Linked DNA regions of Mus musculus: regions 2, 3, 4 and 5 are each linked to region 1. The links are chromatin contacts, called in public Hi-C, HiChIP or PLAC-seq and promoter capture Hi-C maps. All regions are on one chromosome and are shown on one strand. Each heading gives the region's core, a stretch centred on a gene start, on an enhancer-like site or on the middle of the called end of the contact. The rest is flanking DNA. Distances are from core to core; before and after follow the strand shown. Region 1 holds the start of Dnajb2 (DnaJ heat shock protein family (Hsp40) member B2). Region 2 overlaps Wnt10a (wingless-type MMTV integration site family, member 10A). Region 3 holds the start of Stk11ip (serine/threonine kinase 11 interacting protein). Region 4 holds the start of Slc4a3 (solute carrier family 4 (anion exchanger), member 3). Region 5 overlaps Nhej1 (non-homologous end joining factor 1).

Region 1 (6,252 bases), core at 1,480-3,979:
CACATGACTCCATTCTCGGACCATGCCTCCCCTCCCCCAAGAATGGGTTTATAAAAATTATACTGAGTCCTGGAAGTACATTCACCTGGCAGTATTAAAATTTTTAAAAAGAAGTTTGTTTTGCAAATTCTTTTGACTTCCTTTGTGAATGAAGAAAAGTAAGCCTTTATCTGCTTCTGCTAGGTATGTTCCATGCATTCATTTATATCCTGTCAAGTTCTAAGTATTGGTTACATAGCTCAGGCTGCCCTCTAATTTTGACCCTTTGGTCTCAGCCTCCTGCATTCTTTGTTTCTTTGTGTAGACAGGTCCTCACTCTGCAGTCCGGGCTGAGCTGACACTATTTAGACTGGCCTTGAACCTGAAGTAGCTCTCCCTCCTCAGCCTTCCAAAGGTTGAGACTACACCTCGGATTTAGACTATAGTGCAGGTGCAATGTTTATTGTATGCACACACCTGAGTCATACATAGCATCCAAGTGGCGATCAGAGGAGCCATCTCACCAGTCCTGGCTTTTCTATTCTATCCTTTTTTTTTTTTTTAATGTTTCTGAGTACACTGTAGCTGTCTCCAGACACACCAGGGAGGGCATTGGATCCCATTACAGATGGTTGCGAGCCACCCTGTGGGGGAATTGAACTCAGAACCTCTGGAAGAACAGTCAGTGCTCTTAACCACTGAGCCATCTCTCCAGCCTGGCTTTTCTTAATATCACATTCCTGGTAGGTGCTAGCCTGCTGTGTGTTGAGATGAGAGAAAGAGAAAAATAGCAAAAACTTGGAAGATTTTGGAGTAATTTACTTACTCTTGATTTGTTTAAACCAAATATAAGTACTTCTTGGTCCTTGGGTCAGTCAGAATTCGATTGCAATCAGCAGAAGCTAACCAAGAAAATTAAACCACCAACAAAACAAAACAAAATAAAGCAAAGCAAAGCAAAACTAAACTAAATCAACCATTTCCCGCCACTAAATCACCCTCAAATTAGCAACGTATGGAACTCGCATCGATTCAGTCAATGCAGGGCTGGCAGCCAAACCTCAAACAGCAGTGACAAAGGAGGTCTGGCAGCTCTGTCCCCTCCCTCCCGACAGTGATCATCTGTCCTCAGCACGGGGACAGACACTTCCTCCTCCAGGCACAAGAGGCCGCTGAAGGACCCACAGCAACCTGCACTACACAGAAGCAAATTCTTAGCCACCTTCACCTTCATCTCTCTTTCTCTATTCAGATTTGAAGTCCCACTTAGTCGTGACTTCTCATTGGCAGAACTCATCTTGTGCCTGCACCCTTAGATCAGGGAAGCAAGAGCCTCAAAGTTCTGTGGTAGATACTTCATCTCTTATTAAGGCTGAAACAACCAAAATTCCCCAAGTGTAGGTAGGAAGTCTCTAGATGTAGGCAGGAGTTCAGAAGGTGGGGAGACAGGAAAAGGGGACAAAATGACGGCAGCCTTCCCTTGGTTGGTGCTCAAGCTGTTGCTTTGATGAGATGTCCCCAGGTCACCTGTCCTGAAACACTGACTGGACTCATACAACCATTCCTGCTTGGGTCATGTGTGACACCAGAAAGCATTATGCTAATAACAGCTTCCATAAACCATGCTTCATTTGACTTCTAACAACTCTAGGTGTTACCTATACTTAAGGGGGAAAACAGGCCTTGGATGTTCCCAAGTCACACAGCAGCATCCGGTTGCAAGGCCAGGTCTCCCTGCTCTCAGAGTTCTGAGTTTCCCAGTGGGTTCTGCTGATAGGCTGTGTGTGTGTGTGTGTGTGTGTGTGTGTGTGTGTGTGTGTGACATCCCATGCCATTTTTTATCCCTCCCCCAGTGCTGGGAATTGAGGCTAAGTAAGGTCTGGCGGCTGCTGGGCAAGCACTCTACCCCTAAGCTATCCCCATAGCTTTACATTCTTAGTACCTTCTGGCAGCATCTACTAAGAAAACAGTACACTAATGTCTAGGAATTGGCCAGATGGAATAAAACAAGACCCACTTCTGGAAGGTTCCCTTTTCCTGAGATCTGAATCCAGAAATCATTCTGAGGCTAAATAGATCTACTTACGATCAGCTGTGGAAGAGAAACGTTGAGTCTACTAATTTCCTCATACTAGGCTCTTCTACCTCACCCTTTCTAGGTCAAAAATGTTAAAAGTCTTCCAAGTGTTATTCGGCTGTCCAACTGATACGTTTCAATTCTGACTAAAGACTAAGGGGATGACGAACGAAGGAGGACACAATTCTTACCTTGTATAATTTACATTCTACTGGGGGAGATAGATGATCATCAAATAAATGTTAATTTGTGGCTCTGACAGTGTGGAGAAGAAAATGCCACGAGACTCTATAAAAAGCAGGTCTGACCTACTCAGGGGAGCCAGGGCAGCCTCTTTTGAAGACTTAGCACTGGAGCTAAGCTATGAAGAAGGGTTAGGCCCAGAGGAGACTCGGTGAGTCTTGGAGGTGATGGCCTGGGGGAAGTACTCAGGGATCGTGAAGCACTTTTAGAGGCCAGCGACAGGACAGGGGACCCGCACCTAGCTTGCGGACCGCCCCTCTGCCTGTGTTTGAGAGACTGCGTCATAGCTGGAAAGATATAGCCGACTTCAGCCTCCTAAGTCCCACCTGGGAATGACGTCGCCTGGGTGAAAAACTAAAATAAACGGCTCCGCCCTCATCTCCCAGCAGCCCCTGCAGCGCCCCCGCCCCCCCCGCCCCCGCCCCCTCGTGTGACCGGCCGAGCCGGCCCTCTGAGTCTCTAGTAGTTTCCAGGGCGCTGACGCATGCTTGCGCACACAACCCAGCCTGGCGTGTCGTACGCAGTGGCCGCGAGCCGGGCAGCGGGTGCTAGGCGGTTCCCCTGCGGGGGGCAGGGGCGGGACTCCCGGCAGAGGAGGTGCGGTCCCAGCTGGGTCAGGTTGGGGGTTCAGATCGGGTTACTAGACTTAGGGGGTTCGGGTAGGGCTCCCCACTCCTGCCGTGAGATAGCCCTGGGCACCGGCCTGCGGGACCAGATAAAGGCTGCGAAGGAGCCTAGTCACTGGCCGCAGGCGTGGCTCCCCGGCCCGATTCCACCTCGAAGTGTCGCCTGCCTGCCCGGGGTTGCGGCCGCACGGAGCTGCGGTGCCTCTGTCGGCCTGACCCCTTCTCTCCCGCAGCCTGGAGGAGGGACGTCTGACGCTGAGTTGCCATGGCATCCTACTACGAGATTCTAGACGTACCGCGGAGTGCGTCCCCTGATGACATCAAGAAGGCGTAAGTGCCTCGGCTGTGTTACAGAAAGGCTCTGACCCTTGTTCCCCGCCCCCCTGAGTGCCAGGGGCCCTTTAGAGGTCTGGCTGAAGGGAGGAAGGAGACCCTTGGGAAAGTACGAAGACCAAGTCCAGCCAGGGAAGAAGAGCTGACCTTCTTTAGCGTCCTCTATACACCCAGCTCCCCTCTCCTCCAGCTCCTACATGTGGGCTTGCCCAGGTTGCAGTGCTAAAATGCCCAGGCTATGAGACAGGACAGTGTCTCCACTCTCCCTGTGGCTATAGATAGCTCTATCAAAAGAACCCCAAGAAAGGGCTTATGGCAGGGACTTTCCTTTTTACTCATATCCCTGGCACACCACAGGGAGAGAAACCCCTGAATACAGGCTGCAGTCGTGAGGTATTCTGGGATCGGGGCAGTGAAAGGGTGTTGGACTAAGCAAAAAGGGTAGTCGGTGGGCAAAGCCTACATCAGTCTCCTGACCCTCCCTCTGCACTCACTTCCTGCAGGTACCGAAAGAAGGCTCTGCAGTGGCACCCAGACAAGAACCCGGATAATAAAGAATTTGCTGAAAAAAAATTTAAGGAGGTGGCAGAGGCCTATGAAGTACTATCTGACAGTAAGGCTTGGGGTCCTGCAGGGACCGGCATGTCCCCCTGCTTCCATTCATTCTTGGTACTCCTTCCTAAAGCCACGCCTCCATCCCGTCTCCTCCATGATTTTATTTTAGATAGTGTTTAATCGCCTCCATGTTATGTCTGTCTAGCAGGGTCTGAAGAGCAATTTGGGTCCTGATCGGGGAAGGTCATAGCTTTCCTGCCAGGCCAGCTTATCACCCCCATTTTGTAGGCTAGTAAACTGAGGCTGAGAGAGATGAAATAATTTGCCCATTTCTTGAGCCAGAATATGAATCCAGGTCTGATGGGTGATTTTTTTTTTTCCTCTGTGCTTGAGTATGCCTAGGGCATTGCACATGCTAAAGCAAGTTTTCTACTGTCAAGCCATGATTCCAGACCCAGGTCATTCACTCATTCATTTATTCATTCATTTAGAAAACAGTCTGACTAGACATGGCTATAATTCCAGCACTCAGGAGGTAAGGTAATGCAGGAGGATTTTAAGGTCAAAGGTCCTGTTTCAATAAGTAAACAAACTTCAAAACAACAACCACTAGTTGAGGCTGTAACTTTGTCAGTAGAGTGCTTTGGTAACATACACAAGGCCCTATGTATGATCCCTAGCCCCGCATAAACTTGGCGTGGTGGCGCATGCCTGTAATCCTAGCGACACAAGATGGAGGCAGGAGGATCGAAAGTTCAAGGTCTTCCTTGGCCACATATCAAACTCATGACCATCCTGGGCTACATGAATAGTATCTTTTTTTTTTTTTTTTGAGACAGGGTTTCTCCGTATAGTCCTGGCTATCCTGGAGCTCACTTTGTAGACCAGGTTGGCCTCGAACTCAGAAATCTGCCTGCCTCTGTCTCCCAAGTGCTGGGATTAAAGGCGTGCGCCACCACGCCCGGCTAACAGTATCTTTTAAAATGTATTTCTGAGATGATGTGGGTGGTGGTTCACACTTGTCACCTCAGCACTGAGGAGGCTGAGGTAAGGTGATTGCAGAGAGGTTGAAGACAGCCTGGATACAGGATGAGACCCTGTCTCAAAACACCAAAACCAAACCCCACAAATGATCCCAGAAAATATCTCCTAAAATTACTGTGCCAGGTATTTCCGGGTACTAGGGAGACAGTGGAGGGCAAGCAGGCCCCGTCCTCGTCCCGTGGTCTATCGTATTCTGGTTAGGGAAGACCGACAGGAGTCAGGTATGTGCAGAGGCAGGTTACACACCGAGAAGAGGATTCCAAAGGAGAACTGCTGTACCAGGGAAGGGTGGCGCATGCTCTTGTTGTGGTCCTAGCTAGTCTCTGTGGAAGTGGCTTGGTTAGGATAAGCCTATTAATAAGAATATGGTATAATTAGCTGACATTTATTTACTTGTTTCTGTGGAGCTGAGTGTTGAGCCCAGGGTCTTGTTCCTGTTAGACAGGGTCTCTGCTACTAAGCTCTCCCTCAGCCCCTAGCTTATGTTTATTGCCTTATGTGTTAGGCAGACACCGTGCTAGGCAGGTTGGTGAGTTATCTCCTTTAAATTCTCTCAGTGGCTCAGAGTGGGTGCTATGAGCATGTCTGTCATAGAGATGAGCCAGCTGCTGAAACCATGCCCCCCTGGATACCCTGCCGTCTCCCAAGTTTCATTTTCTGACACTCGTCCTAGCCCAAGAGGGGCGATAACTTTCCTAAAGGGAGGAATGACCAGGTCTCTTCTTCTAGAGCACAAACGGGAGATCTATGACCGCTATGGCCGGGAAGGGCTGACCGGGGCAGGTAGGTGGAGTGGTGGGGTTCCAGGATGGAAGTGGGTCAGGGAGGGAGGGGCAGGCAAATTCTGGCAAAGCATGCTCTTTCTAAGGTTCCTGGCCATGCCTTAGGTGGGATGCCCTGGCTCAGGGCTGTATGTACACACTAAGTCGTCCCCTCCTCATCCTGACTCTCCTCCAGGAAGTGGTCCTTCTCGATCGGAAACTGGTGGTGCGGGGCCTGGCTTCACATTCACCTTCCGTAGCCCCGAGGAAGTCTTCCGGGAGTTCTTCGGGAGCGGAGACCCTTTTTCAGAGCTCTTTGGTACGTAGACGCAGGGTTGCTCCACTCCCTCTTCCAGCCTGCTGTCTGTCCTCTGTGGGGAATCTCTCAGGCTAGAGCCGGAGACGGAATTGGAATTTCACAGCCGGGAGATTTGAGGTTGTAGGCGTGAGTCCAGGGAAAGCTAGGACAGAACCTGACACATGGCAGGACTCACGTGACACACCAGTGACACTTCACAGACTGGCCTTATTAAATGACAACAAGAACACATTGTTAAGCCTCCACAACAGCCACCAGTGGAGCAAGACTCAAAAGCATCATGTGACTGCTGCAGCGCCATTACACATAACAACA
Region 2 (5,656 bases), core at 2,566-5,065, 430 kb before region 1:
CCCCGGGGGCCTAGCCGGATAGGAAGTGGTAAAAGGGAGGGCTGCAGAAGAAGTTCTGAGCCCCAGCTTCAGACCTCGGTGTTTGCTTCTGTACAATGGGAGCCGATTTCCAGCCACTGTGGCCGGAGGAGGGCTGGAACACCGGATGCCTTCCTCATCTCTCTCCGTGCCTCCCTCTGCAGGCGGTGATGGAGAACATGCGGCGTAAGTGCAAATGCCACGGCACCTCAGGCAGCTGCCAGCTCAAGACCTGCTGGCAGGTGACGCCTGAGTTCCGCACAGTAGGGGCGCTGCTGCGCAACCGCTTCCACCGCGCCACGCTCATCCGGCCGCACAACCGCAACGGTGGCCAGCTGGAGCCCGGCCCCGCGGGAGCACCCTCGCCAGCACCGGGCACTCCAGGGCTGCGCCGCAGGGCCAGCCACTCCGACCTGGTCTACTTTGAGAAATCTCCCGACTTCTGTGAGCGCGAGCCGCGCCTGGACTCGGCAGGCACTGTGGGCCGCCTGTGCAATAAGAGCAGCACGGGTCCCGATGGCTGCGGCAGCATGTGCTGTGGCCGCGGCCACAACATTCTGCGCCAGACGCGCAGCGAGCGCTGCCACTGCCGGTTCCACTGGTGCTGCTTCGTGGTCTGCGAAGAATGCCGCATCACCGAGTGGGTCAGCGTCTGCAAGTGAGCAGACCCAAGCTCCTCTGGGTCTCAAGAATGGTTGTCCTCTTGGTGCCTGGCTTCTGCCGCTAGCGGATCTGAGCCAGGCAGCAAGCAGCAGCCTTGGCTCCTGAGAGAGGTGGTTGGCTCTTACAGCCCCGAGGGTCTACAATCACCAGACAGTCCAGATCTGATTGACATTCCTCCGCTCACCTCTGTAGGTTCCCCTCTTTCTGTTCCTAGCTCAGACAGCTGGGGGTGATAGTGGAGACTGTTCCACACCCTAGGACAGGTCACCAAAGCAGCCCAGCCTGGCATGCCTACCTCCTGTCATCTCTTCTTCCCTTCCCCAGGAGTGATAGGCAATGCACTGAAGCTGATGGGCACCGGGGAAGAAAACTAAAAGGCAGAAATGGCCGTCATCGGGCTGAAGTGACTCTAAGGGCTCCAGACCTCTGCTCCTGTCTTTCACTTAACAGATATTTATTTTTGCGCTCTCTTTGAGACACTCTCTGGGGAAAAAGAAGCTCCGGAGTCTACAGGCTGATTAAGGGACATGGACAATAAACCAGTAAACACACAAACAAGGTTATTCCAGGCAATGTTATGGGTTATGGGGAAAATTAATCAGGACCCCTTGTATACTTTGATTTGTGGGAAATAGAGCCCTTCCCCCTTCCCGCTAAAACTGTCAGCCAGGAAGACTTCTGAATTGTGATAGACAAGCTGTGACCTGCAGGGTGAGAGAGAGCCATAGGGAGGTGGGGAAGGGCTTTCCAGACCCATAACTCTGAGGGGAGAGAGACCTACACTTGCTGAAGGATCAGCAGAGCAGCTTCTGTGTTTGGAGTATAAAACTCAAGGGCTGATCAGAGCGACCAGAGGATGGGGTAGCCATAAGAACTGGGTTTTATTAAAGAGGAATCTGCAGAGACTCTTAAGCAGACACCAGTTGTGCTCTGGTTCCCACACGAGTGGGGGTCTGGCCAAAAGGATGATAGTCAGAAAGAACGTTATGGTTATGGGGACCACGGCTAATACCTAGCTGAGGCCTGAGCTTGGATGACAGCAGTAGGGATGTCTAGAAGGACCCAGAGATCCAGAGTCCTCAGTGCCAGAATTCTAACCGCCCACTTTGTACCTGAGCCCTTTGCCACAAGCCAGGACGAGTGGCTGTGCCCAGCAGCAACCGATGGCAGAGACAGGAGGCACTCTGAGGGAAGCAATCCCGGGCAAGACTCAGCTCAACCCAGCCAGCGCCCCAGGGAGCAGGTGGGGCCAGGAGGTGCGGCTGGGAATAGGGTGGTGGCAGACTCACCGTCTGGAGCTGGGCTCTGGAGTCTAGGCAGGAAAGCTAGGGGTGCATAGGAAGCCATCCTGAGCCCCTCATTCCCCCAGAGCCTCAGCTGAAGATGTCAGTTAGCAGGTGAACACCCCCCCCCCCACCATCTTAGGTTCTTATGTTTCTACTAGGACGCTTGTATTCCCTGTGGTTCAAGCCTGATGACTTTCTAGAACAGAGCCCCCAGGATCTGATTTACACAGGTTTATCTACCTCATCCAGGCCTATTGCTCAGCTCCTTCACTTAATAGATGTCTCCATGTATCGCCTAGTGGCATCCATCTTGATAAACCAAGCTCAGACCGAGTCTTGTTCCAAAGGCCAGTTTGCACAGAGACCCAACCCCCACCCAACGTTTCCTTGCTCCTATCCCTTGAGGGGGTGACTCTGAAACCATACATCTCTGTTTGCTCTCCAGATGGAAGACTGGACCCACTTGCTCTCAGCTCCCTGCTGGGTGACTGTGGCATTTTAGTAGCCCCTGGGCAAGCCCAAGGTGTAGGGCTCTCTCCAGTTCTGTCACCTCAGTAGAGACTTGGGTTTGTCTCCCCACCCCACCCCCCAAACAGTCCCACAGGCAGGTGGGTGAGAGTCTCCGAGGGGAGGGAGGAGGGGTAGGCAGGAACAGACAGACACACCTGCCTCATTCCTTTCCTCTTGTTCATCCTGGAGAGAACTCTAGGGGCCGGGTTCCCCCCTTCTTCCCTCCCATCCTAGGGAGGAAGAGGTATGCTGGGGGATTGGAGGGTAAAAGGAGAGCCCCGCCCCTAGCAGCACTCACTACTGCATTAGCTTTGACCTCCTCTGCCTTTCAGAGCTTGGGGAAGTGAGTTATAGGATGGAGTTTGGGAATAAGGAGGAAATTGCACACTGCCGAATATGCTACCTAGGGTGGAGTGGGGGCAGGGGACTGGACACTGAGCCTCAATGGGACTCCAGTGGTCAGAATCAGTGGTCTGATATATGCTAGTGTGACCTGTAAAGTTGGGAAAGGGACAAAGTTATTGTTTCCCTAAGCCACCACCACACAGCCTCCCTGATCTGGACCACAAGGCTGGGCCCCATAATAGCAGAGTGGTCTATGGGAGGCCTTACAAGAAGGAAAAGATGATGCAGGTGGGAGGGTGGGTGCTGTGCTTAGGCACACTGGCTGGAGCCTACAGCGGGAACAACCTACTGGTCGGAAACAACAATGGGATCATGAATTTAATGCAAGTTTAGGGCGAAGGTGGGCTGGAGAGCTCGGAAGTCACCCGCCATGAAAATTGGAATGGGAACAGAAAGTGACCAGGGATCCTTCCAAGGAAGAAAAGACCTCCCTGGTTCCTGTGCACTTTCGACCCGAGGGACATTAGATTATTTTTTTCAAAGGCAGAACTGAGGTCTAATGTCGGGAAAGGAGGGAGGTAGGAACTAACAGCAAATGGGGCCATGTACTGATGGACGCAGTGCTGGGGTTAGAGGTCAGGGAGAAACGGCTGGAATGGGATGAGGACCCAGGCATCTGGCTTTCCAGCCGCCAGGGGGCTTAAAGGGGCAGGGCATTCAGTGGTAGGCTTGCCAGCTGTAGAGTTCCTGGGCGAGAAGCAAGGTCAAGGCCATCATTCCGGAGGTCCTTCTATCTTTCTCTGAATTAATGCTCCCCCAGCTCGCCTCCGGTAGGGGGCCTTCCACCCTGGAGAGTGGCCAGGCTCCAATCGCAGCCCCCCTCCTCCCTTCCCACCCCCCCTCTCATGTGGTTGCCGGCAGCTGCCTGCGGTCGCCCCATCCCTTGTGCTCAAGGCACGGGGACTTTCCAACAGGGGAAAAAATGACTTAATGAGAGTGGGAGCCGGGGGCGGGAGGGACAGGTCCCTGTAATCACAGCTCCACTGTGGGGCCTGCGTACCTCCCGGTCCTTCCCAGCTTCCTGCTGTCAGCGCCCGCCTTGGGTTCTGCTGGGGGAGGGGGACAGGCTGGCGACAGGGAGATCCCTGTTCAGGTGCTAGGTTCTCTGGGGCCCTTAGACTGCCTTTTCTTTCTGAAAAGGCTTGAGTTGCTTGAGGACAGAACCTGGGGCACCCCAGAATCCCTCTCTGGATCCTGTCCAGAGCGAATTAGAAGAGTAAGGGGTACCGGAGAGAATCCTTTGCTGTTTCGAGACTGCGCACTCCGCAACGCCCCCGGTTGCCGTGGCAACCAGGGCAGCCGAGGTGTGTCCGCGGGCCTGGGAGATGTGTGTCCTCCCCCCCCCCCTTGCCTTTACACGCCGCCCGCAGGGCCAGGCCCCGCTGCTGTGGTGCGCGGGGGTGGGGGTGTGCCGTTACCATGGCAAGGGTGAGCCAGAAGGGCACATTCTTCCCCAGGGTGGGAGCGCCCTGGGGACATGAGAAGGGGGGTGACGGGGGCGGCAGAAAGGGGAGCAGAGGATGGTCAGAACAAGGGAGGAGTCTCGGACAAGATGAACCAGGGTTTCTGAGGTTGGGGTGGGGAGTTTGGAATCTGTCCTCTCCCCTACTCCAGCTCTTCTGAGGTGTCCTCCTCCTGCTGTTGAACCCTTCTTGGGGTTCAAAGCCCCGAGGCCTCTGTTTCCAAGGAAGGAGCTTCCAATAATCAACCAAACCCCACTTGGCTATTCCTGGTCGGGCCTGTGGAGCTAAGAGACCTGTCCCACTCCACTCCCAGTAGCACTGAAGCCCAGACTTCTAGCCATTGCCCTGCAATTAAGCCCCCCGCCCGCCTCTGTGCCACCCGCCCAGCCTCCGCCTGGCCCAGTCCGCTGCCAATTACAGCTTTGCACAGCAGGGTTGTCTTGGAGACCCCGGGAATCCTGGGAGTAGGGAACAGCAGGCACATCAAGAGGATGAGATCCTGGGGGTGTCCTTGACCCCAGGGTCCTCATCTGAAACGTCAGGCTACACCCGCGCGCGCACGTGTGCGTGTGTGTGTGTGTTGCAACGTCTGGGATCCAAGGCTGTGTGTACTCAAAAAGTTCAAGGCCCCTGCGGCCTATTCTCTTTTCCACCGCAGGCTGCCGCGTGGGTCTCTCCTGGCCCCACGCCCTGACCAATGGACCCAGCTTGGTTTTGCTGAGCCAACCACAGGGCAGCCGCCAGCTTGTAACTGATGTTTTGTGGAAGACACAAAACGGCGCCCTCTTTGGGCATAAGGGTTCCCTCTTTCTGTCCAGCAAAGGAAAACAATCAGGGAGTATGCATAGAATCCATTGGAGCGTTCTGCCACCACCCTGTCCCCTGCCGTTCTTTCTCTCTCTATCCCGCGGGCTAGTCTGCAGGGGCTCCAGTAAAGCTTCGCGCCTCCCGCAGTCCAGCTTCTCACATCTGGTTGGCAGCTGGGAACCGCCCACCATAAACTACTGAGGACATGGCGCCCTCTGTTGGTGAGGATTGGAGAAGCATCAGCTTTCGGGCCTGTGCTGTGCGCTTCTGCGCAGTGTCCAGGGTTTCTGCTCATGATGCATGGGTCTCGGATTCCACTCATTCCTTTGCCTGCTGGAAACCCAACACATTCTGACTCGCGTCGCTCCAAAAATCCTGCCATGCAGGCTCTTTGCTTTCTGCCCGACACGATCTCACTGACCCTCTGTTCTGCCTGTGTGTGTGCCTAAAACCCAGCCCAGTGACCTAGCTTCTCTGAACCTCACAAGGTGGCAAGCTCTGACT
Region 3 (5,873 bases), core at 474-2,973, 290 kb after region 1:
CTCTCAGGGAGGAGGACAGGCCTCGGCTGTTTACTCTCTTGCTGCTTCTTTAGCTTAGCTTTCCCCTCCCCAATACAGTTTTGTTTTCTTTGATTTTTCTCTCGTTCACTTATCTGGAAGCTCGGTAGTGTAGGACAAACCTGAGTAGAGAGAGGGGCTACCCATGTGAATGGAGGATTTTCACACAATAACTGTGGACCACGGAAGCCAGGCCAAAAAGCAAAGGTTTCAAGGCACCACATCAGGATATCAAAAGAATGAGTTTTTGTTTTTTGTTTCTTTTTCTGCCTATGAGAATTTGGCTTGATACAGTTGACTTGATTGTTATGGCTCCTCCCCCATGGCCAGCTTCAGGTGATCGATAAACAAGGACTGACAGTTGCTATGTAATGGATTATCAATTGCACAAAATGTCCCAGATCCATGAGACGGTATATAGGAAGTTTGTTCAGGCTAGAGAAGCCTTCCACCACCTCTAAAACTGACTGACTCCAACTCTACTCTTTAGATTTTTCATTAAAAGCAAACACTTGCATGTATGAATGTTTTGCCTGAATGCCTCTACACCATGCATGTGCTGTGCCCATGGAGATGAGAAGAGATTGTACAACCACCTGGAACTGGAGTTACAGATGGCTGTGGGCCGCCATGTGGGTACTGGGACTTGAACCCATGTCCTCTGGAAGCCTAGCCAGTGCTCTAATTCACTGAGCCATCTCTTCAGTCCTACACTTCATGTTTAACTTTCTTGTGTTAGAAAGGATTGTTTCATAAAAGACATTCCCCTCCCAAGCCTAGCTAGTCACTCCATCCTAAGAAATGTTTTCATAATGTAGACCAGAAGTTGATGTCAACTGCCAGACCAAGAGCCAGGGTAAAAACTACAGTGGTGCTGGGTGGTGGTGGCGGCGCACGCCTTTAATCCCAGCACTTGGGAGGCAGAGGCAGCCTGGTTTACAGAGTTTCAGGGCAGCCAGGGCTACACAGAGAAACCCTATCTTGAAAAAAAAAAAAAAAGCTACAGTGCCAATTTGGAAGTAGAAAACTCAACAGTCTTGCTTTTGTTAATTATTGATATATTTTATTTTCAAATTTAGGAAAACCACTTTTAGTTAGGTGTACTGAGCTGTAAATACAGTTAAAAACAAAACAAAACAAATACAGGTTCAGGTCATTACCAGTGACTAATTTTTGTTTTTGAGATAGGATCCCACTATGCAGCCCTGGCTAGCCTGGAACTCACTATTTAGAGCTGGCTGGTCTTGAACTCACTGAGACCCTCCTGCCTCTGCTTCCAGAGCTCTGAAATCAGAGACCAGGGACCAATTTGAGAGTGTGCTAAACCCTAAGGAAAAATAAGTCTAGAGACTGAGGACTATGACAGCAAAGGGGGTTTGAGAGTGGCATCCCTGCCAGCCTTAGCCCTTCTGGCTGATATAAAAGAACTTCGCAAGGACAGGACAGCTATGTAACTGGAAGATCAGTATTTGTTTTGGATGAGTTCTTTTCCTTCTAATACAAGATCCCATTTCTCCAAGCTCTGCTTCCCCGCCCAGTCTGCAAACAAGAGTCAGGTTTCTCTCTCTGCCGAAGGGGCCACCCAGAGCCGAGCTAGACCTGGGGCCCCGTTAGGGGCTTAATCCCGGCTAGTTCCGTCCTACTGACACATCGGCTCGCCCAGGGCGTGGCTTCCGGTAGCGAAGGCATGCTTTCCGGTAGGTCCTTTGCCTTCCGGGGCGGGACTTCCTGCCCTAAAAGAGCCCGGCTGCCAAAGTGATTGGAGTGCGAATTACGCGGGCCCATGGGCTCCCGAGGCCCAATGCTTTTTGGAAAAGGGGTCAGAGAGATCGTTCTTTTTAGCTGATGCTTACTTTTTACATTGCGCGACGCCTCCATTTGCACGAAAGCTCTGGGCTTTTGTTGCCCACCTGAGGCTCTTCCGCTTCCCCTTTCCCCAGGCTCCGCCCCCAGCGTCCCGTGGCTATGACGACCGCTCCGCGGGATTCAGTAGTGTGGAAGCTGGCGGGACTTTTGCGGGAGTCGGGTGAGTGGACTTCTGGCTTATTTGGTTGGGAGTTCTAGGTGTGTTCGATACTGTCCAGAAACGCCGGGAATCACCGAGTCATTGCCGGCGGGGTCACGAGGTGCCGGCGTCTTCTGGGTGTGTTCCTTGTGACGCGTTGTTTACAGTCATGCCTTTGACAGTCTAAACTCTATCCATCTCTCATAGCACTTAACTCTCCAGAGGAAAGGGATCATTAATAGATTAAACACTTGCAGACAAGAACATAATCACTTGTACCGAAAGCCAAGTATAAGCACCTTAGACACCAGAGATTTGGAGACCCACATAGGTTAGTCCCAACCCTCTATCAGACTTGGATAAGTTTTTAGACCCTCAGTATTCTTCTCAGATAGGTTAGCATAGGGATTGTATTGAACGCAAAAGATAGCGGGATTTTAGTTAGCTTATTTAGTGCAGTGCATGCATGCATAATAAGTGTTCAAAAGATAGTGTTACTATAGTTGCTGCCCCAGTGCCTGGGCATGGCAAAGATCACTGTGTTGTTTGGTTTTTGTTTTTTTTTTTGTTTTGTTTTGTTTTTTTGTTTTGTTTTTTTTTTTTTTTTGAGACAGGGTTTCTCTGTGTAGTCCTGGCTGTCCTGGAACTCACTTTGTAGACCAGGCTGGCCTCGAACTCAGAAATCCGCCTGCCTCTGCCTCCCAAGTGCTGGGATTAAAGGCATGTGCCACCACGCCTGGCACTATGTTGTTTGTTATGTGGTTGCCATCATCAGCTAAATGATCACAATCATGATTCTTTGAGAGCTGGGGATATAGTTCAGTAGCAGAGCATATGTTTAGCATGTACAAAACTTTGACTTATAATCCCTAGCATCCTCCCCACACACACAGAAAGGAGAGATTCTTCTTTGAGCCCCGGCTTTCCTATCTGTAAGGTGGGGTTAATGGATGTCTTTAGGAGATAAGGATGAGATCTAGATGAAGCAGCTGTCATTTGGAATGTGTGACCTCGATGGCATTAGTGCTCCATATCTATATACTCCCACCATGGCATCCTTGGAGTCTCTTGATGGCAGTTCATTTTCTGGTTTGTGTTAATAATTACTCCCATGCTGTGCCTTTTCTAGACTTCCAGGGGACACCTTGAATTATGTGCATGTCTATACTCAGTGTCTAGTACATAGAAAAATCTCTTTGTAAGGCTGTAAGATTTATTATTCAGCAAAGATCTGACTTGGCTCCCAGGCTCGGAATCGTAGAGTTCATATATGATTGTGGGGATGGAATCACTTTGTGTCTTGATTATGGTGGTGGTTGTCATAATCTACACTAACAGAATAGAACTGACACTATATTTTATCAACACCTAATTTCCTGGTTTTGATAATTGTACTATAATTCTGTAAGTCAATTTGGGGGAAGCTGAGTGAAGGGTGTGGGAGATCTCTGCTATTTCTTGGTATCCCAAGCCAGCCTTGAAATTATGATCTTTCTGCTTTAGTGACTCATCCTATGGAATTATATATAGGCATATGATGTTCCTCCACCTGACTTCTGCAATATTCTTTGACTTCTTGATTTTTCTCCCCCCATCCCCCTGAGACAGGGCCTCACTTTGTTGCACTGGTCTGGAATTCACAGAGATTCACCTGCCTCTGTCTCTCACATTCTGGGATTAAAGGTGTGCACCACCACACCTGGTTTCAGAATATATTAAAAAAATGTCCACAGTTATTATAACTGTACTTTCCTGATAGAGTGCTAAGTGGGGAATATATCTGAAAGACGACCTCACAGGGCTGATAGTCTTATTAGGTACAACAGCTTTATAGAAGTGCTGTAATGGACAACGACATGCATTTCAATATTGTTTGAGAATTTCTATAAATGTGCATGTCATTCTTGCAACCAGAAAAAGACAGAAAGATCAAATACAGTCGGCCTTTGTGTAAAGTGGGTGGTTGCAGTGTGGAAGCGCAGGGGTGTTATTTCTTTAAATATTTTTATTTTGTGTGTGGAGAGCATCTTTGGGTCAAGGCCAGAGGACAGCTAGGGGCCTCATGTTTCAGAAGCTGTCTTCCTTGTTCTCTGAGCAGGGGTCTCCACTGAGACCTGGGGCTTGCTGATTAAGTAGGCTGGCTAACCAGTGAGCCTCAGGGATCTTTCTGTGACTGCCTCGTCAGTTCCCACCACTATGTGGGCGGTGGAGGTCAGCTTCAGATTCACCAGCTTTTTCAGCTGGACCTTTATTGAGTCATCTGCACAGCCCCCAGAGGTATTGCTTTGCGAAGGCTTGCTGGGTGAAGTTGGTCTCCACCTTGGCAGTAGAAAGGGATGTATCATGATGAGAGAGAGCTGTGAGCCAAGTGGGCTATGTTTCCAACTCTGTAAGTAGCCTAGGCTTCTTTCTTTCTTTCTTTTTTTTTTTTTCTTTCGAGACAGGGTTTCTCTGTGTAGCCCTGGCTGTCCTGGAACTCACTCTGTAGACCAGGCTGGCCTCGAACTCAGAGATCCGCCTGCCTCTGCCTCCCAAGTGCTGGGATTAAAGGCGTGCACCACCACGCCCGACCCTAGGCTACTTTCTACAGAGTAGAAAGCAAAAGCATTTGGAAAAGTCTCTGGGAGTCTTATAGTAAAACAAATTTCTGGTATCAGGCTGAAAGGCTAGGATTTTTGCTCGGTTGCTTGTTTAAATGGGGGAACTGTAGAAGATGTTTGAGCTGGGGAGGAGGTAGACAGTTTGATCTCTCAGTGGAATATCTCAAGTACAGAGGAGAGTGGGTGCATTTTGGGGGCCCAGAAGGAAAGACCTTTCATTTTGTCCTCGTCCCCGTTTGTCCTTCTTCCTGCAGGCGATGCGGTTCTCTCTGGCTGTAGCACACTGAGCCTGCTGACAGCCACACTGCAGCAGCTGAACAGAGTGTTTGAACTGTACCTGGGGCCATGGGGCCCAGGCCAGACAGGCTTTGTGGCTCTTCCCTCCCACCCTGCAGACTCACCCGTCATCCTCCAGCTTCAGTTCCTCTTCGATGTGCTGCAGAAAACACTGTCACTCAAGGTCCCAGGAGGGGCATGGGGACAGGATGCGCAGAGAGCCCTAGGGAGTGATGAAGGCAGGGCTTGGGATGGGGTGTGAGAGGGCTCTGAGGCTGAGAGCCAGATGATGTCAGTGATGCCTGCTGGTGCTTATGCTGAGGAAGTGGCGCAGAAGCAGGGGAGGCTGCCCTGCCTCGCTAACCTGAATGTTCCTTTTTCAGCTGGTCCATATCCCTGGTGTTGGCCTTCCAGGGCCTATCAAGATTTTCCCCTTCAAGTCCCTACGGCAGCTGGAGGTGAGGGAGTGTTAGAACGTATAGGTGGGCAGAAACTGTTGCGAAGGAGCCTCTTGGGCTGAGGACAGAGAGATGGCCTCTTTTGGTGGGAGGTGGTGTCTGAATGTCCCATTGCTCCTCAGTGATGTTTTCCATTAAAACTTCCTTCCTTACCTGTAGCTGGGCTTTGGATGGTTTCCCTCCTCCCCATCAGAAGTTAGGGATGAGGCCTTTGCCATCTTTGAAGCTTTGCTTGCCTCCCTCCTTTTCTTCTTAGCTTCGAGGAGTCCCTATCCACAGCCTGTGTGGCCTCCGTGGCATCTACTCACAGCTGGAGTCCCTGGTTTGCAACAGAAGCATCCAGGCACTGGAGGTAAGGAGGATGAGCGCTGGCCCTGATGTCTTGTCCTGATAGATTGAGAAGACCAAGCTTCATGTGCTTCCCTCCTCTGTCCTGTGTGACACCACAGCCCTCTACACCTGTCTGCGTGTTTACAGTCACACCAAGCTGTGTATCGGCTAGTGTCTGTCTCCCTA
Region 4 (5,624 bases), core at 470-2,969, 310 kb after region 1:
AGTTTCAGGGGACACAATTCAACGCCAGCCCATGGGCGTCATGGGCTTGGCTTTAGGAAAGCAACTCACATGTCCTGTTTCTGCATAGCTGACACCCAGTGCTGACATCTTTGTAAACACGGATGACTGTGAGAAGTCTGGAATAAATGGCCGGGGCTCAGACAGCCATCATCTGCAATCCACCAAGGATGCCCAAACTTGTGGGTAACCTTCTTCCTAGGTGAACCTCTATGGGGGATCACGCCTTCCTGCATCCCCATGTTCTCAGACAAAGGAATAATACTTCCCTAGGATGGTTAGTGTAAATTGTCAACGTGATGACATCTAGAATCACCTCAGAGGTGGGCCATGCCTATCTGGGATTCTCTGGATTGATATGGATAAACTGGCTTTTTGTTTGTTCCGTTGATAGGGTTTTGTTGTTGTTTTTTGAGACAGGGTTTTAATATGTAGCGCTGGCTGGCTGGAACTCAGTGTGTAGACCAGGTTTTGCCTTGAACCCCTAGAGACTACTCAGCCTTTTTCGTTTGTTTTTGTTTTTCGAGACAGGGTTTCTCTGTGTAGCCCTGGCTGTCCTGGAACTCACTCTGTAGACCAGGCTGGCCTCGAACTCAGAAATCCGCCTGCCTCTGCCTCCAAAGTGTGGATATTAAAGGCGTGTGCCACCACTGCCAGGCTCTCAGCCTTTTAAGCGATGGAATTAAAGCCGGGTACCTCCATGCCCAGCTCTCAGAAGATCCATCTTAGTTGTGGCAGGATCATTTCTCTGGCCTGGGGATCCTGAACTGTTTGAACTGATTGTAGATGGGATGCGACCAGCTGCTTCAAGCAATCCCCAGGGCTCTGTGTGTACACTCTTCCCTTGGGTAGGGCTGAGATCTCGCAGCGCAGGGGTCAGAGCAGCTTCTACTTTGTACATGCTTCTCTCCCCTCCTTCCCACCCCACCTTCTGCTGACCCCCAGTTCTTCTCCCTTTGTTTGTTCTAAGGTGTAGGGGTCTGGCTTAAACGGACTGTCATTCAGGGCTTTTATGAGCATGGGTTATTCTAGATGCCCAGTTTCAGAGACTCAGAGAACACTGGGGGTGGGGGGTGGGGGTGTCCAGGTGCCCTTTGCGAACATCTCTCTGACCTTGGAAAGTGAGATAGGTCCTCCACGGTTGGAGGAGCAGGGGCGGGATTCGGGTGGAGGAACAGTGAGAGCTTAGCCACAGGATTTTAGAGTGGTTGGCCCAATTGGAATGCCCCTGTTTCAGCTGCCTCTGGCTACTGATGGGTAGATAATGTGCCAAGGTCAAATGGTGGGTGGCGCCCAGCGCCAGAAGCCAGCCTTTGAAGGGCATCAGTTGAGCTGAGGCTGGAGGTGTTGAGGGCAATGGCTTTCAGGGGTCTCTGATCTCGTGTCCAAGCTGGAGAGGCTTGTATGTGCGAAGAGGGTCTCCTCCAGGGCTCCTGAGGGAAAGGGAGGGGTGGCTAAAAGCAAGGTGGAGGAGTGTGTTTGAGGGATTGTGGGAATTTAGGGCCGTGCACCCGCCCCTCCTCCCCCCCCCCCGCAATGCGTGGGGCGCCTGGAGAGGGGTCTTGCGGGCAGGTGGGATCCTGCGGGGACCCGAGCGCGGGGCCCACGCTGGCCTGGTCGGGGTAAGTCAGGGATCGTCCACTCCCATTGTGCGGCCGGGCGGCGGCGGGCTGGCACAGCCGAGCGCTAGGAGGTGGAGCCGTGGACTGCAGGCTCCGGCGCCTGCGTCCGCCTGGCCGGGCTCTGCGCGGCGAGAGGCCGGACGGGAACCCGGCAGCCGCGCCCCGGAGCTTGCGGGGAGGGACATGGGGCGCGGCGGCTCTCCCAAGCCCCGCAGGTTCCGGAGCCCGGAGGTACTTAAGGGCAAGGCGTGGGCGCCGGGCCGGGTAGGGACAGCGGACTAACATGGACCGGGTTGGGCCTCGGAAGGGAGAGCGGGCTGGGCACCGGGATGGAGCACCCCGGAGGGGGCCCACCAGCGCAATTTCTGACCCCGCCCTCCTTCCTCAAGGCTCCCCAAGAGGTCTCTGCAGCGCCCCCTTCTTCTCACCCAGGGTTTGGGTCCCATAGTGATTGAGAGACTCCTAAGTCTTCAGTCTTCAGCCCTGCCATGGCTAATGGGGTGATCCCGCCGCCCGGGGGCGCCTCCCCCCTACCCCAGGTGACTGATGCGTGGGGGTGGGGTGGGGGAGGAGGGGCAGGATGGGCGGGGTGTCCTCTGGATGACCCTGGGACCACCAGATCCAGATGTAGAGCTGTATTGGTAGTGTAGAGGAATAGGGGGTCTTCGGTATTTCATGCACTTGTGGCTGGTGCTCCCACAACCTGGGGGGAAGCCCTCAGAGGGTGTTTTGGGGATGTTGATGCAGGCAAGGGTGAAGGTGTTGGGAAGGCCCTTGAAGTATGGAGTTGGGGTTGGGTGGGGAGTGTTCATGAACTAGGGGTCCTTAGGAGAGGCTATCTGGCCTGCAGGTCCGGGTGCCCTTGGAGGAGCCCCCTCTGGGTCCAGATGTAGAAGAGGAAGATGATGACTTGGGCAAGACCTTGGCTGTGAGCAGGTTTGGGGACCTCATCAGCAAGACCCCGGCCTGGGACCCCGAGAAGCCTAGCCGCAGCTACAGCGAGCGGGACTTTGAGTGTGGGTAGCCTGGGGACCCCTAGCACCCCAGCCTTCACCACCATCACCTTCATCGCCACCATTACTGCGCTCACCTCCGGCTTGATCACTCAGTGTCATCCTGTGCTGGACGCTGTGCTGGGCCACCATGCCATGTTAAGTCATCCTGCCTCTCATACCATCATCACCTTGTTCACCTGTCAGGGGAGATGTAGGGGAGATGCGCCTGAGGTCTCTCTCAGTGACCTTCATCGTGCACTGGGTCCCACTCACCCTCTGCCCCACTGTGTTTCCTGATGTGTCTTCCCTCAGCTTCTCTCTTTCTTCGGTACCACATCTCCCGACTCCCCTTTGCGACTTTCTCTCTATGTCACTCTTGTCCCCACTCCACCTGGCCTCACCAATGACAGGAGCAGGGATGCATAGTTGGGAGGGGTGTCCTGGCTCTAGAAGAAAGACTGGGGGTGCCTTTGTTTTAGATCTCACGCTAGAATAAGGTGTGAACTCCTTGTGGGGGAAGCCCCACTCTGCTTCAGGGGTCTCAACCCACTCTCCTGCACCTCCAGTTCACCGGCACACATCCCACCACACCCATCACCCGCTCTCAGCCCGCCTGCCTCCACCCCACAAGCTTCGGCGACCGCCCCCCACCTCTGCTCGGCACACCAGGAGGAAGAGGAAGAAAGAGAAAACCTCTGCTCCCCCATCAGAAGGGACACCCCCTATCCAGGAGGAGGGGGGAGCTGGAGCAGAAGAGGAGGAGGAGGAAGAAGAGGAAGAAGAGGGAGAGTCTGAGGCAGAGCCTGTGGAGCCTCTACCCCCAGGTCCCCCACAGAAAGCAAAGGTAGGGTCTCCTCATGGACAGAGGGCTGGCTGGTCAAGACCTGATGTGACCGAGGTGGCTCCTGAGTGATGAGTCTGTCCATGTATGTCCACAGTTCTCCATTGGAAGTGATGAAGATGACAGCCCAGGCCTTCCTGTCAAGGCTCCCTGTGCCAAGGCCTTGCCTTCTGTGGGCCTGCAGTCTGACCAGAGCCCCCAGCGCTCCGGCAGGTACTAGTCCCAGCTCCCTGGACCCAGCCCTCACTGAGCAGAACCCACTGCAATCCAGAGCAGGTGGCCCAAGTCCCTGACACTTGCCTGATTCCTAACCCTGAGTAGTGTCTGTAGGTATGACCCGGAAAGCCGAGAGAGTGAGGAGAGTCTCATCCGACTCCATGGTTTACAAGTGGGAGGAGGGAGCAAGAGGGGAGAAGAGAGAGTAGAGCCAAGAGGCCAAGAGTCCTCTAGGCCTGAGGTGTTGGTGAAGAGAGAGGGGTACAGGTAGACAAGCTGAGCCAGCGAGTGGGAAGGAATGAGCATGCTGGGAAAGGAGGCCTCTGTATTCACTCTTGTTCTCGAGGCTGGGGAGGGGGGCGTGTATAAGAGCTCATTAGTTCAGCAGCTCCTTGCCTCTCTCCATCAAACCTAAAGCCTCATAACTTCCTCAGCTCCCCCAGTCCCCGGGCCCGGGCTTCCCGAATCTCCACAGAGAAGAGCCGGCCCTGGAGTCCATCAGCCAGCTATGACCTGCGGGAGCGATTGTGCCCAGGCAGTGCCCTGGGCAACCCTGGGCCAGAGCAGCGGGTGCCCACTGACGAGGCGGAGGCTCAAATGTTGGGTTCTGCCGATCTGGACGACATGAAGAGTGAGTGAGACCCCGTGGCGGGACCTTGAAGAGGGTGTCCCCACCTAGTCCTTTCCATAGTAGCCCCGTGGCAGAGAGAGCTTCATCTGACTAAGCCACCGCTCTTCCAGAGCTGTTTTCCTTAGTGTCACTCGGGAGTGCTCTCTGAGTCACCTATTGCATAAATCGACCCCCTTGGAGGAAGGCTCTCCTGAGATCTCTTCCTTTGTAAACGCCATGTTAACCCACCTGCCTGGAGGCTGAGGGCTGAGCTGCCATTCCTGGCCTCACCTCTTCCCAAGCCAGGCCTGCAGCTGCCCTCACTCCTTCCTACCACCCTTGCCCTGGCCTGGCTGTGATCTCGGCACATTCCTTCCATCTTATCAGTGCCTGGTTTTGGTGCCACCTGTCATCACCCACGGGGCTCTGTGCCCAGGCAAGGGGCATCGCTGGTCTCCTGCCCTCCTCCTCCTCCTAAGATTCACAGGGTGTGGGCGGGGGCAGAGGTGGGGGGAGTTAGGGCTTTGAGCTCAATACGTCATGGAAAGTTGCCAGGGCCTGAGGACAGGGACAGGAACAATCCGATGGTAGCGGCAGTGGGGGGTCATCGGGAGGGTGTATTTACAGATCTAGGGTGGGGGCTGATAACGACAGGATCAGACTTGGGGGACGAGGAGAATTGGAAGCAGGAAACCTTACCACATCCAGCTCTGTGTGGGCAAAGGCAGCTCCGGCAGGGGCTCCCAATTCTTGGGACAGCCAGGGCTGAGTGAGGCCTTGGCCACCAGGGGAATGACAAGCCCGCTGGACAAGGTCATGGAGCCCAATGGGACTCTGAGTCCTAAGCCCGGGGACACTGAAGACCAAGGCCCTGGGAGGAATCCAAGCCCCAGCGCTGGTGACTTAGTGGCCTCAGAGGATTTGGAAATGTTTGTACTGGACTTTGAAGACTATGGCCTATGGGAGCCCATGAGGGGCCACCCGAGCCCCCTGGCAGGGGTAGCTGCTTGTGAGTAACTAGGCAGCTAGCCTCTCTCCAGCTGTTCGTCTGGGCAGGGCAGGTGGGAAGATGACCAAGCAACCCTTCATAAGCTTGTTTGATAGGCACTAGTGGGGCTGGGATTCGGGTGCTGTGGATATGAAAGTGTTGGGAGCTAGGTGTCTAGAGACAAGCATTTGGACCCATGGCCCCACAGGTTGTGGCCAGGACTTCAGGGTATGGATAGGACTGAAGGCTTAAGTGGGATCTGCCTTTTGTTGTGACTTGGCCAGTGCTACAATGTTGCTCTGTACTGTGCCTTTCCTCTTCTGAGACTGTTTCC
Region 5 (6,134 bases), core at 2,695-5,194, 260 kb before region 1:
TAAGTGGGCGTGTCCCTCACAGGCCATCACTGGAAGTCGAGGAAGGTGAAAAGGGAGTTAAGGTCCATCATTCAGCCCGAGTGGCAGGAAAAGCAAGGAGTCTATGGGCAAGCAAGATGCTCTTCGGTTTAGCATCAGCTAATAATCTCTCTCATTCTATCCTATCAAAGTGCTGTCAACTAGGCAGCAACTGCAGGGACCATGGCTGTGAGGTTACTAAGTTATCTCCAGTGCTCAGACGGCCGGCCACCCAGGAAGCTGCTCATGTGTGACTCACCACAGGCTCATATTCAGGCTCTGAGAGGGTGGAAGAGAGGGAGACCGGCTCTTCTGGCTGGTTATCAGTTCCTCGAGGGGAGGTGCTGCTTGATGCCTGAGTCTCTCCTGAAATCAGAAAGATCAACTAAAGGCAGAGAGATGCCCAGTCTCAGAAGAGAAGCATCCACCAAGCATTCAGCGGACAAAGGGCAGAGTTTGCTATTAATATATTAACAGATGGAGGGAGCCAGCTTTTAGCTGACATTGAGTAAACCCTGTTCCTATGAAAACTTCCAAGCCTGCTTTCAGCACGTAGGTTGAGTTTCCTTGACTCACAAGAGGTGGTCAAATCTCTGAACATGTCCTGATTCTCTCAGTCAGGAGACTTAATCTTCCCACTAGTCTCTTGCACCTGGGCCAGTGCTAGTAATGAGAATATTCTATGGTAAGATAAGTGTCCTGCATCTGCACTGGCCACATGGCTACTGAGCACTTGCTAAGTGGCTAAAGTATACAGGAAATTAATTTTAAAATGTATTTAGTTTTTATTCATTGAAATGTAAATAGATCACATGGTTAGAACTACTAATCAGACAGCACAGACTTAAGTGCTGAGCAGACATAGCTGTGACTGGGAACACTCACCAGAGTCTTTATGTGCCTGCCTTGCTTGGATCTGCTGTTTTGTAACTGCCACATACAGACTCTGCAGACTCATGGCAAATGGCTTTCCATCACCAACAGCACACGCCTCTGGCAATTTCTACAGGAAAGAGAACACTGTCATTGGTCTGCCTGGAGATGTAGAGAAAAGAAAGTTGATATCCCACTGACAGGCCTGCCATTAACCACAAACAAATCTGGATGAATTAGTATCATCCAACACAGGGCCTTCATTTGAAAGCCTGCTGCCACTGCCAGCCCAGAGGCTTCCTGCATGCTTTCCTCTGAAAGGCCACGCTGCCATCTCTCTCCGTTTCTGCTTCCTGCGAATTCTCCACGTGTCTCTGCCTCTTTCTTCCTAAGAGATGACCTCTCCCGGGGCTGTTTTGGGACACTATCTTTCTGGGTTGGCAGTCCAGTGCATTCACAGAGCACTTGCCTAGCATCTATCTCTCAGGAACACTACCACATCCAAGACACTATCTGCCCTAAGTGTCCCTGGGCTGTATGCGTTGCCATCTTAACCAAGTTTACTCCTCAACTTCCACAGAAGAATGAAATCCAAGATGGGGAAAGGGACAAAAGGAGCAACAGAGTAAAAAAGAAGAAAAATTTATGATGACGTGATGCTAGTCAGAGCCAGCAGAGCTTGGAGACCCGTCTGCCAGCTTCCATACTGGACTGCAATCCAGCTGTGCTTTAGTGTGCTCCACGTGCTCTTCAGTGGGGTGGTACTTCTCCCAGGGGTGAGAAAAGTTCCTCTTCTACAGAACAATAACATACAGACACATACAGCACACAGATGCTATTTTTGCATTCATTCATTCATTCATTTATGTAGGCATGCACATATACAGACACATATGCAGCAGTCAGCACACACACCATAGTTCTCTCCTCCCATCACGTGGGTTCTGGGGTGGAACTCAGGTCATAAAACTTCACAGCCAGCACCTTTATCTACTGAGCCATCCTAAGGCTCCAAAAGCAGACTTTTGCTATCTGTGGAATTATAATTTCCTGAGAGGGGGTGAGTAGAAAAAAGTTGAATGACTCCTTAAGGAGATGATGATGGAATGAAAGCTGAGGAACTGCTCTCAGCTTTGTGATGGACTGGACAGTGCACACTCATGGCAACACGCTTCGCCTAATTCTCCTTCCAGCTGAACTGAGATGAAAGAATGGCTGAAGACTGAACTAAATACAATAAAAAATGTGACAAGAGTATGGTGTCCCAAATCTAGCTGTACTTCAGGGTCCTGGAATGAGCCCAGAAAGTACTTCACCTGCCCCTAAGCATAGCAACAATGATAGTTCCCAGCCAAATAAGCAGGCCCATGTGAGTAGTCAGGCCAGCTTACATGAGAACCAACCCTAAAATTCTTAGTCCATACATATCTCATGTCAAGGGCACCTCTCCTATGCTATAAAGACTCTTTTCTTTACAATGCTGGGCATCAAACCCAAGGCTTCATACATGCTAGGTGGATGCTCTACCACTAAGCTATATCCTCAGCCTAATACTGTTTCTGAAAACCACTGTGGGGAAAGATTGGAATAGAGAACTCATAAGAAGTAGTGGATTGGGTGCTGGGCCACCAGGATTACAGTTAGTCTCCCTCGAGTAGGGCAGAGGTTGAAGAATCTGTTGACCTAACAGGGGATAATAAACATTCATCTTCCTCTAACCTCACCTCATAAAGACTACCTCAGGCTTGGACTTTCTTTCATTTTATTGCAATATAACTCAGGTTTTAATAAGGCTTGGACTTTCACTGGAAACTACAGACAATGAATCAGGGAGCCTAGAGTCTAAACTTTGCCTCCAGCAGTAATCCCCATGAGTTATCATACCAGCCATCTTCAACTACACTCCCTGAGGAAGGGACTGAAACCAAAGGTAAGCAGTGGGCCCTGGCACCTCTATCCTACTTCTCTTTACTAGGTTCAGCTCTCTACTCCATAGGCCACTTCTTCTAAAAGACAGCCCTCTTCTAGTTGGGCAGCAAGCCCTGGCAGCAGAGAGACCAAAAGCTTTTCTCCTTCAGTGTCTGGGATCTTTCCTCTGAAATGTATGCCTGCTCTAGTCACCCACATATGACTCGGTAGGCACAGCACTGCCTGCATAAGTAGGCTGGGCAGGTGAGTCCAGGCAGTCCATGTCACTGACTCCTACCTTCATATGGAACAAAACAAACTGATTCTCTAGGTTTGGCTTTTATCCAGCACACTTAACTCTGAAATGAAGTACAAGAAGTAAGAAGGGATTCGAGCCACAGCTACTCTGAACCTTAATCCAAGTCTAGAAACCTACCCTTGGTCTTTCCTCTGTTCTCCTTCTCAGAGACTGGCCCCATAGTTGCCAATGGCTATCCCACTCACAGGTCTAGTCTCAGAAAAATACTAGCAGCATCATTTACTAACTGCCTACTTTGTGCACTGCTCTAAGTATTTTAAATATTAACCCATTCCTCCCTCTTCTTCATTACCACTTTCCTGTCACCTAGAATAGCTCCTTGACCGTTAGGGACTCAACAGTTTGTGACTGAATGAACATGGCAGGCACTAGGACACATTTGGCTGAGTAGTCAGTCTCAACTAGTAAGCAGAAAAACAGAGTTAAATTCTAAGCAGTCTGCCTTTAGGAAATAAACATAAAACCACTACATATTTGCTTCTCTGTACAGCAGAATTAGTCAAAATGAAATCTAGCCCTTACCAGGTTCACAATCTACAATCTCTTACATCATAGTTTATCGGTTATCACTAAGGTGACAAGAAAACAGAACAGATAAAAAGAAAGCAACTGAATGTGGGGGTGGGGGGAAGCAACAACTGGTACAGACTGGAGCCCTTAAGGACTCATCCCTGCACATGCTCCCAGAATGGCCAGGGAAGAGAGCTGTATGGCCACCTGAGCTACGGAAGGAACAGCATGAGCTCCCAGGGCAGGACAATGGCAGGGGTGAGGTGGGGCAGCCACAGAGATCAAAGCAAGAATGCTGGAGTGGAACTAAGCAAAGTAAATAGTGTCTCCTGCTGTAAGTATGCCTAGCCAGGAGCACCATGTACCAGCATAGAGCGGGTCACTGACCACAACGGCAGGCAGGGCAAGAAGAGTCAGGTGAGCCTACAGCATGACCATCCATCTGATTAGCCCAGAGACAATTCAAGCCTCACCCCCACCCCCTTGGGGGTGGGTGGGCTGGGATTATAGATAGCAGGCACTATAGGAGGAGGTGCAGCGGGTGGACACCTCAGGCCTGCCCTCCTGAGAACAGATCTGAGTGAAACATTGACCAGCCATCAGTGAAAGCTAACCTCTGAAAACTCACATTTGCATGTGTGTGACAGGCATACACTTACAGTTTTGTTTTGTGTGGCAAGTGATCTGCTGTAACAGAATTATAAGCCAATGGTGACAGGAACCCAGAGAAGACAGGGCTTCCAACTGAGCTTCCTGAAAAAGCCTCAAAAGTGGTGACCTTACACAGTCAGACTCTGAGCACCATGGGAATATGTGTGGCACAAAAGTGTGAACAAGTGGGCTGTGTCATGCAGAGTGCAACGAGAAAGCTAAACACACACCCACTGGATTGCAACCCTAATTCTTTCTGAATTAGGGTCACATCATGGAGATTTCCTTGTGTTTCATAACTGACTTTCTCTACTTGATAGTGCTTGCCAAGGCTTCCTTGGCCCCCAAATAATACTGAAACAATGTGGACTCAGAACTCTTCATTATATTTACTTCACTCCTAGTCCTTCTTCATCATTGACATCAATAGTCACAAGCACTGTATAGCCGCCCATCACCAATGTAGAACCCCCACCTGCCAATGTACAACCCTCCCTTTGCCACTGTATAACCCCTATCACTACTGTAAAACTTCTCATTGCCACTGTACAACCCTCTCCTCACCACTACATAACCCCCATCACCAATGTATAACCCCCATCAGCACCGTATAACCCATCAGCCTCTATATAACCCTCTCATTGGCCACTGTATAGCCCTCTATGAGCCACTGTATAACTCCCATCAGCAACTGTATGACTTTTGCATCAGCCACTATATAACCTTACATTAGCCACTGTATAATCAATCCTTCCATAGCCAACAAACGTTTACCCTCCGATACAATTCACTAGGGCTCTGGTTCCTGCTTACACAATGTAAGAAACTTAGTGAAAACCAAAATGAAAGAACCATAAGATGTCTCTTCCCCACCCCCACCCTCCGGCCGCCCTTGTTATAGCCCATCTTTGCTCCTAGGGCCCAAACTCACCACCTTCTTATGCAGTCTTTGCCACTTGATCAAATCCAAAACACACACCCACAGTGCAGAAATTCAAGGAATCCCAGGGGATTTGTTAGCAAGAACTCAATGCGCACTTTCAACTAGAGGTATGTGGTCTGCTCACTCATTCTTTCTTCTGAGATATTCCAGAAAAGGAAGCTTTAGAATCCCGAGAAAAGCTCACACTGATAGACAGCTCCTCTATGGACTTGTGCTTGTCTGAGGATAGATTTAACAGCTATTTCAAGACCAGGGGAAGCAAGCTAACCAGAACCCTTCAGCATCCTCCTTTGGGTTACTTCTGGCATTTGTCTCAGAGCTAGCATCGTTCCAAGGCCCAGGGACTAACCCTCACCCAGTCACAGCCATCAAGGTCAGACCTCCAACATGAGATTTCCTTAAAGGTAAGAAGTTCTCACCTCCCTCCTGCACTGTGGCAAACTCTGCTTTCTCCCTAGAGTGCCCACAGCTCCATCCTGGGACTCCTGGTGACTCTCTCAATTAGCTTCTCTTAGAGATAAGAAACAGCAGTAGAGTTTTCCTCTAAGGCCTTAACTGCCAAAGGGTTTGCCAAATAAGTAAGTGGGAACAACACAGATGATTTAGGGCGCATCTAAAGAGCCTCCTCAAGTCTACGAAACACCAAGGAGCTCAGGACTGAGCAGGTGCTGCCCTCTGGAGGCTTACACATTAGGGAGAAGACTCTTCCATACTCTTAGGGGCTGGCAAGATGGCTCCGTCGGATAAAGGCCTCCAAGCCTAATGTCCTGAGTTCAATACCCAGGACCTACATGGTAGAAGGAAATAAGCAGCTCCCACAAGTTGTCCTCGGACTTCTACGTGGGTGTGCCATGGTGCAAGTGTGGCATGCTAAGGGCTCTCTCTCTCTCTCTCTCTCTCTCTCTCTCTCTC

Evidence for each region. A called contact is a pair of places that touch in the nucleus more often than the background predicts. HiChIP or PLAC-seq counts read pairs in DNA pulled down with a chosen protein or histone mark. Capture Hi-C pulls out chosen DNA fragments and counts their contacts.
Region 2: a Hi-C map of CD8 T cells shows a contact between it and region 1, with 2.2 times the contacts expected there. The contact joins the enhancer-like site here to the promoter of Dnajb2 in region 1. A contact is called at or near these places in 2 of 39 promoter capture datasets (embryonic stem cells and pre-B cells), 2 of 484 Hi-C or Micro-C datasets (CD4 T cells and CD8 T cells), 3 of 115 datasets of contacts at active chromatin or transcription factors (embryonic stem cells, memory CD8 T cells and pancreatic cancer cells) and 3 of 9 other capture datasets (adipose tissue, liver and macrophages).
Region 3: a contact with region 1 is called in a promoter capture Hi-C map of liver. The contact joins the promoter of Stk11ip here to the promoter of Dnajb2 in region 1. A contact is called at or near these places in 5 of 484 Hi-C or Micro-C datasets (CD4 T cells, CD8 T cells, memory CD8 T cells and 2 more), 8 of 115 datasets of contacts at active chromatin or transcription factors (double positive thymocytes, embryonic stem cells, extraembryonic endoderm stem cells and 5 more) and 4 of 9 other capture datasets (adipose tissue, embryonic stem cells, liver and 1 more).
Region 4: an H3K4me3 HiChIP or PLAC-seq map of embryonic stem cells shows a contact between it and region 1, with 12 read pairs. The contact joins the promoter of Slc4a3 here to the promoter of Dnajb2 in region 1. A contact is called at or near these places in 3 of 39 promoter capture datasets (hippocampal neurons, pre-B cells and stem cell-derived epiblast-like cells), 2 of 484 Hi-C or Micro-C datasets (embryonic stem cells and uterus), 2 of 115 datasets of contacts at active chromatin or transcription factors (embryonic stem cells and pancreatic cancer cells) and 1 of 9 other capture datasets (adipose tissue).
Region 5: a contact with region 1 is called in an H3K27ac HiChIP or PLAC-seq map of extraembryonic endoderm stem cells. The contact joins the enhancer-like site here to the promoter of Dnajb2 in region 1. A contact is called at or near these places in 5 of 115 datasets of contacts at active chromatin or transcription factors (astrocytes, bone marrow-derived macrophages, differentiating embryonic stem cells and 2 more) and 1 of 9 other capture datasets (adipose tissue).

What each region holds. Positions count from the first base shown.
Region 1 is chr1:75,233,694-75,239,945 of GRCm38.p6, forward strand. Dnajb2 (DnaJ heat shock protein family (Hsp40) member B2) reads left to right here and starts at 2,730. Exons shown (of 9, transcript NM_001159883.1): 1 at 2,730-2,896; 2 at 3,159-3,255; 3 at 3,762-3,871; 4 at 5,587-5,640; 5 at 5,815-5,937. The coding sequence starts at 3,191.
Region 2 is chr1:74,802,941-74,808,596 of GRCm38.p6, forward strand. Wnt10a (wingless-type MMTV integration site family, member 10A) reads left to right here. Exons shown (of 4, transcript NM_009518.2): 4 at 183-1,236. The coding sequence ends at 680. Among named protein-coding and RNA genes, the nearest start is that of Gm32099, 11 kb to the left of the region's middle. Within about 2 kb of position 3,816, at least 125 of the 459 cell types and tissues checked have an H3K27ac peak or open chromatin away from gene starts, as enhancers often do. A contact at or near this core is called in CD8 T cells and memory CD8 T cells, where this site is marked.
Region 3 is chr1:75,519,806-75,525,678 of GRCm38.p6, forward strand. It overlaps Stk11ip (serine/threonine kinase 11 interacting protein), which reads left to right and starts at 1,724. Exons shown (of 25, transcript NM_027886.3): 1 at 1,724-1,837; 2 at 1,959-2,044; 3 at 4,878-5,083; 4 at 5,283-5,357; 5 at 5,614-5,709. The coding sequence starts at 1,984.
Region 4 is chr1:75,544,743-75,550,366 of GRCm38.p6, forward strand. Slc4a3 (solute carrier family 4 (anion exchanger), member 3) reads left to right here and starts at 1,720. Exons shown (of 23, transcript NM_001357150.1): 1 at 1,720-1,871; 2 at 2,030-2,179; 3 at 2,491-2,656; 4 at 3,202-3,479; 5 at 3,574-3,689; 6 at 4,127-4,323. The coding sequence starts at 2,129.
Region 5 is chr1:74,967,892-74,974,025 of GRCm38.p6, forward strand. It overlaps Nhej1 (non-homologous end joining factor 1), which reads right to left. Exons shown (of 9, transcript NM_029342.4): 7 at 904-1,021; 8 at 278-384. Among named protein-coding and RNA genes, the nearest start is that of Ihh, 19 kb to the left of the region's middle. Within about 2 kb of position 3,945, at least 30 of the 459 cell types and tissues checked have an H3K27ac peak or open chromatin away from gene starts, as enhancers often do. A contact at or near this core is called in differentiating embryonic stem cells and extraembryonic endoderm stem cells, where this site is marked.